2 separate regions of the Mus musculus genome follow, and region 2 is linked to region 1. Evidence: chromatin contacts called from public HiChIP or PLAC-seq data. All regions are on one chromosome and are shown on one strand. The core of a region is the stretch at or near the end of the contact, and the rest is flanking DNA. Distances in the headings are between cores, read along the strand shown.

Region 1 (3,493 bases), core at 583-3,082:
GACAGACAGACAGACAGACAGACACACACACACACACACACACACACACTCCTAAAGTTGGTTCCTGTTTGGGTCCTTTGACTTGTATGTCCCATGGAGTCATTCTAGGGGCCAAAGAATTTAGATCTCTCAGCTCAGATCAGGACCAGAAGAGTGGTTTTTCTCTCTTACCTGTGTGTGGGCTGTGGAGTGCTGGCAACAAGACAGGTTAGGGCAGACACCGAGAAAGACTTCTATGGTGTCTAGAAAGCCATTTTGCATAGTGGCTATTTTAGAGCCAAATTTTTAGGCTCAATCTTAGATGTACTATTTGAATAACCTGTGCATGTGTCCAGACCTCTTTACACCATAGTCTCTGTGCTCTATAGCAAAGTAGTAGAGCCAATTTTAGCATGGACTGTGACACATGAGCTTATGGCACAGAACACTGGCTACAGTGAGCAAGGAGAGAGTTCTCACAGGGAGAGAGGCTTCACTGTTACCACTGGCATGGCCAGGATTCAATTCCTTGGAGTTTCAAAGAGCTGCATGGGTAGGGAGGGGCAGGCTTTAGAGTCTGAATTCCCTAATTCACCTTAAGAAGGATGTTCATGCCTCAGTTCCTTTTATTGCCTTGGTTCCCACAAGGTCCCTGGATTCATCTTTCTCCTTGTTTTGTGGGTGAAGATCCAGTGGAGAAGAGGCTCTGAGGATCTCGTGGCTGTATAGCTCAGCAGCATGACAGGATCAAGGTCTCAGACCCAGGACTCTGCCAGCAACTACATCTGCAGCGTCCTTGCTATATGACCGTGGGCAAGTCAAAGTACCTCTCTGAGCCTCTCTTCTTCCACACCTAGCAGAGAAAAGTTGGGCTAGGGCTTGTGTTGCTTAGGATGCCTTATTTCCCTTTACAGAAGATAGAGAGAACCAGAGGAGATATAGCTCTTGTTTCCCCTGGTGGCTCATGCCTACCAGGTTCCAGCTGCTGGTGTGTCCAGTTGGTCCTGGTCTCTGGTTCTGTCCTGACACCAGGTAGAGGTTCTGTTACCAAGTTACTAAGTGACCATGGCCCAGGATTCGCTCCCTCAGATGCTCATGGCTGTCTGTGCCGTCCCCCCTCCTCCCAGTAACAAAACTCCATCTGACCATGTAATTGTCCTCAAACTTCCTGCCTGTCTGGCCCCTGGGAACAGCTGGAAAATAGCCTACCCAGATGGTGCATAGGCCCTGGCTTCAGACCCCACCCTGGATCCATGCTAGGCAGGTCATGTCCCCTCTCTGGATTTCAGTGTCCTCACTGGCAAAATGAAAGACAGAGGGATCAAGTGAGAGAACTGCTCATTCATTAATTCATCTGTTCCTTACTCATTAGTCACTGCTCTAGGCTACCTGCTGTGCTGGGACAAGAAGACCTGGAGCAGAACCCCCTCTTTACCCTCAGCAATCTCAGCCCAGCATTTTCAGTTGTGCAGTGGCACAGAAGGGCCTCCAGGCATTCTATAGAGCTGGAACTATCAGAGATGGCTTCCTAGTGGGGTGGCATGGGGATGGCACCCAGGTCTTAAAGGACAAGAAACTGCAGAGAATTCAGGTGATCAGCTTAGATGTTTATTATCTCACTATGGGCTCACTAGACCTGTGAATTGAAATGAGGGTTTATTGTCTACACCTAAAACTCACCTCTAAGCAGGATGCTTACCCATCATCTTCCTGGCTTGGTTTCTTCCTACTAATGTGTATGATCCCTGAGCCAAAACCTGCCCTTAAGAGGCTCAGTTCCTAGTGGTGACCATCCCTCAGGGAACAAATGGAATGTTTTCTGTGCCTGGGTGGTGGTAAGCCCACAGGCCATGTGAGTCAGGGTTGAGGGTGAGGACAGCTCTCCACAGAGTTTCCATGCAGACCTGCCCTCCTTCCCTGTCTCGCACTGTGTTGTGACTCCTTATGCCTCTTTGGAGGATGGAGGGAGCACTCCTTCCAGAGTACCACCCACCCTCAATCTTCAATCACCTGTAAAAACTGATTCTCATGGAGCACACTCCATCCCAGCCCACATTGCCCTGGACCATAACAGTGAGAGGTTACCTCACATCCCAAAGGTCACTCAGTTCTATATTGCTCTCTGTGGTCCTGTGACCAGGATGGTGGGATTCCTGCTCCCACACATCAGTGAGGGCAAACTGAGGTGCAGATAGGTGAAGTACCTCAGATATGGACAAGGAAGTCAAAGATGAGTAAAGAGTCTGTCCTGTTCCCAGGGACAAGCTTCTGCAGGGCAGGGGTGGCATCTGTGGTCAAGATATCTTAGTGTGTGCCCTTCAGTTTCCTCCCTAACATGCCTGGGCTAGGGTACCACCTAGTAGAGTACACACAATCCCTGAGTCCCTTTCTCACACTCTGTGTGTGTGTGTGTATGTGTGTGTGTGTGTGTGTGTGTGTGTGTGTGTGTGTGTGTGAGGGTGGGGGGAGAGAAACTGTTACCAACCGTCCAGGCTGAAGAACACAAGGAAGGCAATTATGGAGATGGTCAGGGAACCCAGCATGCCACAGATCATGCTACTGTGTGCTCCCTGTGACAGCTGCTGTACTGCACAGTTCCCTAGCACAGAGAGATAGATGTTTATGGATGCAAAAGGAACTTCTGACCCAGACTGGACAAGAGTAGTGTCCATAGGTTTGTAGTTGGAGTTCAGTGGCAAAGCATGTGCCAGGACCATCCCCAACAAATAGGAAGGAAGAAAGATAGCCCCTCCACAGAGGTATAAAATGTGCTTTTGAGTTTGCCCCTTCTGATCAACCTACTAAGTTCCTCTCTGTCTACAGTCTCAGCCAGACTGCCCCCAGATACTTTTAGCTCCTTAAATAGTGTCCTGCATCCCCTACCCCCCCACCCCCAGCAGCCTTCAGAGAAACTGGGGAGGTAGTGGCCTTGGGAAGCCATGCCCATTCTAGGCCTAGATTACTGGCTATAAAGTGTGCAGATGTGGAACTCATGGTAAGAGGAGAACAAAATATAAAGAAGAATGCAGTGGGACCCAAGCTTCTAAGGGTATTGATGTCAGCCCTCCACAGGATTCTGGCCTCTGGTACCTGACAATATCCTCTGTCTGACTAGCTCTTGGGCACAAAATGCTTCCTGCACTGTCCTGCAGGTAGCTACTCTGGCTGGCATCTGCTACAGAGCAGGTATATAAGGTACAGGTAACTAAGAGCTGTACCCCAGCTAGTGACTAGTATCCATGGTGTTAAGTAAACCCAGGACCAGAGCATCTGTGGCTGAGCTAAGAAGCTAGTAGTCACAGGGAAGTCAAGACTAACATGCAATCCGGGCAACACAGGGCCTCAAATTTGTCAGACACAACTCTTCCTAGCTATGGATACCAACCTGGGGACCGTATGAGACATGGAGTTCTGATAAGGAGGCTGGGAGGAAGCTCAGCAAGGAAGAGCAAGCTGCTGTGGCACTTGACATCCTTTGTTTTCGGTCAGTGTGAGGACCAGAGGCTGTCCTGGG
Region 2 (3,610 bases), core at 500-2,999, 490 kb before region 1:
GTGGCCATTTCACAGATGAGGAGATCTTTCACCCCAAAGGGATGCCACTGGACTGAATTACGCAGCCAGCAAATATGGAATCTAGGGCGCTTGCTCCGAGCTACAGGCTTTTCTCGCTGCCTGCTTCCCGTTGCAAAGTCCTCAGAGCAGGGCTTTGCCATTCCTACTCTCTGCAGTCCAGCCAGCATAGCTGTGGAACTTTCTTAAGAGTAAAGCATATAGGGGGCCCTGGCAGAGGCCACACCAAGCTGTCCCCAGCTTCTAGGCCTCAGCTTCTAGCTCAGGGAACCCTGCTAGCATTCCTCCTGGGGACTAATGCACCCGGTCTCCATGGTGACCTTCAGATGCAGATGCCTCTTTTGTGGAGTGGGGAAACTAGGGCTCAGAGAGGTTATGGACTTCAGTGAAGCCACACTCATCCCAGCATGGTCCTGCTCCTCCCCTATCTGAGTTCCTGCACCTGAGCAGAGCAACTGCAGAACCCCCGAGCCCCCAAGTGATGTTGGCTTGAAGTGGGAGGAGAGTGACTGATAGCTTGTGCAGAATAAAGAGGGAAGCAATGCAGAGCTGGTTCATAAATCTTGCTGAATGGAATGTATCTTGGCTTTCTCATCCGTGGGCTCATCTTTCAGCCGCTAAGAACCCTGCAGCAGAGGTCATAGCTGCCAAGCCAGGGAGTGGCAAATGGGGGGACATCCTGAGAGGGGACCCACATGCCTCCCAGCGCACACACACACACACACAAACCCAGTCCACCCAGGAGGAACTGCCATCACTGGCAAGCACATCAGGAGGGCCATGTTGTACCGTGGGTGCAGCGAGGCAAACATGTCAGCCAGCACTGCTGCCCAGCGGTGCAGGGGAGGAAGAGGACATGTCCAGGCTGGACATGGTCCCCAAGCACAGGCAAGACAGACAGGACTCTGGCCGCAAGCCCTGAGCACTGTGTGCCCTGGTCCCACCTCCACACCTCTGTCCCAACTGTCTTCAAAACTGTCCTGTTTTGTGGCTTTTCCCATCGCCAATTCCCACCCATCCTTGGGAATAGGTGGAGCTATTCCTCTTTCCTCTGGGTGCCAGTTGGCAAGAGTGAAGTCTCCCTTTGCCTGTTTCCCCATCATTGCATCAGCCAGTCTGCCTGACTTCTCCTCTACTCAGTGTTATCTCTGAGATGCAGGAAGCCAGGGCTTACATTTTTTCCTCAGTGAGAATACCAGGTAACTCAGACACAAGACAGTATGGAGTCCTTCCTTGTCCACAGAACTCCAGAATCCCAGCCCCGGCCTATTCAGGCATAGATAGACAAGAGGCCCAGCCACGTGCAGGTTTACACAGGGCTCACATCTTCCTTGTCCATTGAAGGAAGGCTCAGAGGGGAAAGTAACATTTGTTCAGGGTCACACAGCAAATGGATGTTGAACTGGGCCAGCTGGACCAGGACAATCTACTTGCCTCTCGGGAGATCCCAGATAAATCTACAAGCAAGCTAAGTGGCCGAGGTAACAGGATGTGTGACCCAGACTATGTGCACACGGCACATGCACCCGAATCCTCGTCGCTGTCAGTAGCTTCCAATAACTGAGAAAAGACAAGAGCCAGAGCCACTGGGGTCCTGCCTCCCACCCAGGCCTCCCTGCTTCCACACTGCTACATGGCCCTGCTGTCCACATCTGGCCTTCCTGTCTCTGGCCCATCCCTGAGACATCCCATTAGCTTTCTGAGTCACGGGCATATCTGGGAACACAGCCATGGAGAACAAGCGGGACAAGACACCAGGACACGAGGGTATGACACAGAGCTCGGCAGGCTGCTGTGTGGGAGCTCACATGCAAAGGGTAGTAGGCCCTTTAGCATGTGGCACTATGTGGTGGGTTGGCGTGGAGCAGAGCAGACAGCCGTGACGTGGGCGGCGGCAGGCAGGGGCTCTAGCTTACCCACACACTTCCTATGTGCGTTGAGGATATAGCCCTCTGCACACAGCACTGTGTGGTTGACACAGTAGAAGGATCCCAGGGTGTTCACACAGAACTGTTTCCAGCTACAATCGTGAGTGCCCATCAAACACTCGTCTTGGTCTAATGACAGCCACGGAAGGAAAAACAGAAGGCTGTTAGAGAGGCGTGTCTGCCAGGGGCATCCGGGGAGAGAGAGATAAAGAACCTGTGTGCGCCTGTCAGGGGGCAGCTGAACCTTAGACCCAAGTTGAGTTTGTAAAACTCAAAGATGTTAGAGCTGCCCCTACTGCCCAGTAAGGGCAGATGGAGAGAGACTCAGAGAGGATAAGCAGCCAGCCCAGAGTAAACCCCAGGCAGCAAACTTTCCCCAACCCATGCTTGGTAATAATGCCCAAGTCTACAGCAACCAAAGAGATAACAACAGTAGGGTCTGAAATTTCAAGGGCTCTGGGGTTCCAGGCCAGTATCATTCACAGAAGGGGATGGGGAGGAGGGCTCCAGAGGCTGCCAGGCTAAGGCTATACAGAAGGGCCTCCATGAAAAGAAGCTTTATGAAGTTTCTCCAGAAACTCAAATCTGGAGATATTTTTAAAATCCTCAGGCTGTCCCAGCAGAGAATCCCTGTGATTATTCCTGAGAACAAAAGGAGACAGGCCTCCTCCTGTGTGGGAGCTGTACATGCCCTCACAGGTGTGTCTTTGCAGCCTCTGCCCTGTTCCCCTCCACTCTTCCTGCTGCAGTGCGCCAGTGTCTGGCAGAGGCAGTAGACTGGGCCTCGGGCAGCAGGTCCCTGAGAGGGGTCAGAGCTGAGAGCCCTGGGGAGAATCAGAGCTCAAAGAACACATTATCCCCTGGGTCTGTTGTCTCCATCATCAGAGAGAAAGGCCAATCAGTTGTCACCAGGCTCTGTGCTTTAGCACCTTCTCTGGACTCACTGGAGGGTGTCAGTTACATACAGAGCCTCTAGAGTATGTGGGATGTGAGCTTCAGAGAAGAACGTGGGCATCCTTTTGGACAAGCCTGATCATTCTATGCAGATATTCAGACCATGCCTTCTGAGCCTGAGCCCATACATATCCTAGACTTGGCTCTCTATCCTGCTTCTGCTAAGACAGGAGGGGTAAGATCCTAGGACCCTCAAACTAGTTCAAACAAAACTCACTGAGGAAGCCAACCAATAGGCGTCAGAACCACTGTTCCCGTTGTATACTGTGTACTGAGAGGTCCTATCTACATGACATTGGTGGCGGTGAGCTTCCTCTGCCAGTCACAATGACATGAAGAGTGATGTTCTTCACTGTGACTGGCAGAGGAAGCTCACCGCCACCAATGTCAATTCCCTCTCCATGACTGCAGGCATGTGGGGGAGGAGGTCACTTCTGGATGCTGCCACCAACACAGTGACACATCCAACACAGTGACACATCGCTCCCTTCTCTCTTTCTCCACCTTGGGCTGGAGCATGGATGAACTCAGAGATCACAAAGTAAGCTTAGCCTTGTAGACCACACCAGCCCTCAGGGAGCAGTGAGTTGAGAATGGTCCATATCTGGCATGAGTCCTGATTAGAACACAAGTTCAAAGCTTATCCAGACCCCTAGTGAGGTTGTCTGGAGGGTCAGCAGAATTCCCAGGAATCTGTGTCCAATGGGCCT

What was found. HiChIP or PLAC-seq counts read pairs in DNA pulled down with a chosen protein or histone mark.
Region 2: a contact with region 1 is called in an H3K27ac HiChIP or PLAC-seq map of the NIH/3T3 cell line, with 3 times the contacts expected there. The contact joins two enhancer-like sites. A contact is called at or near these places in 1 of 484 Hi-C or Micro-C datasets (pancreatic cancer cells), 1 of 115 datasets of contacts at active chromatin or transcription factors (the NIH/3T3 cell line) and 1 of 9 other capture datasets (pancreatic islet).

What each region holds. Positions count from the first base shown.
Region 1 is chr6:90,766,395-90,769,887 of GRCm38.p6, reverse strand. All of the region lies in intron 1 of Iqsec1 (IQ motif and Sec7 domain 1), which reads left to right. Among named protein-coding and RNA genes, the nearest start is that of Iqsec1, 42 kb to the left of the region's middle. Within about 2 kb of position 1,832, at least 10 of the 459 cell types and tissues checked have an H3K27ac peak or open chromatin away from gene starts, as enhancers often do. A contact at or near this core is called in the NIH/3T3 cell line, where this site is marked.
Region 2 is chr6:91,258,095-91,261,704 of GRCm38.p6, reverse strand. It overlaps Fbln2 (fibulin 2), which reads right to left. Exons shown (of 18, transcript NM_007992.2): 9 at 1,935-2,075. Among named protein-coding and RNA genes, the nearest start is that of Fbln2, 47 kb to the right of the region's middle. Within about 2 kb of position 1,749, at least 103 of the 459 cell types and tissues checked have an H3K27ac peak or open chromatin away from gene starts, as enhancers often do. A contact at or near this core is called in the NIH/3T3 cell line, where this site is marked.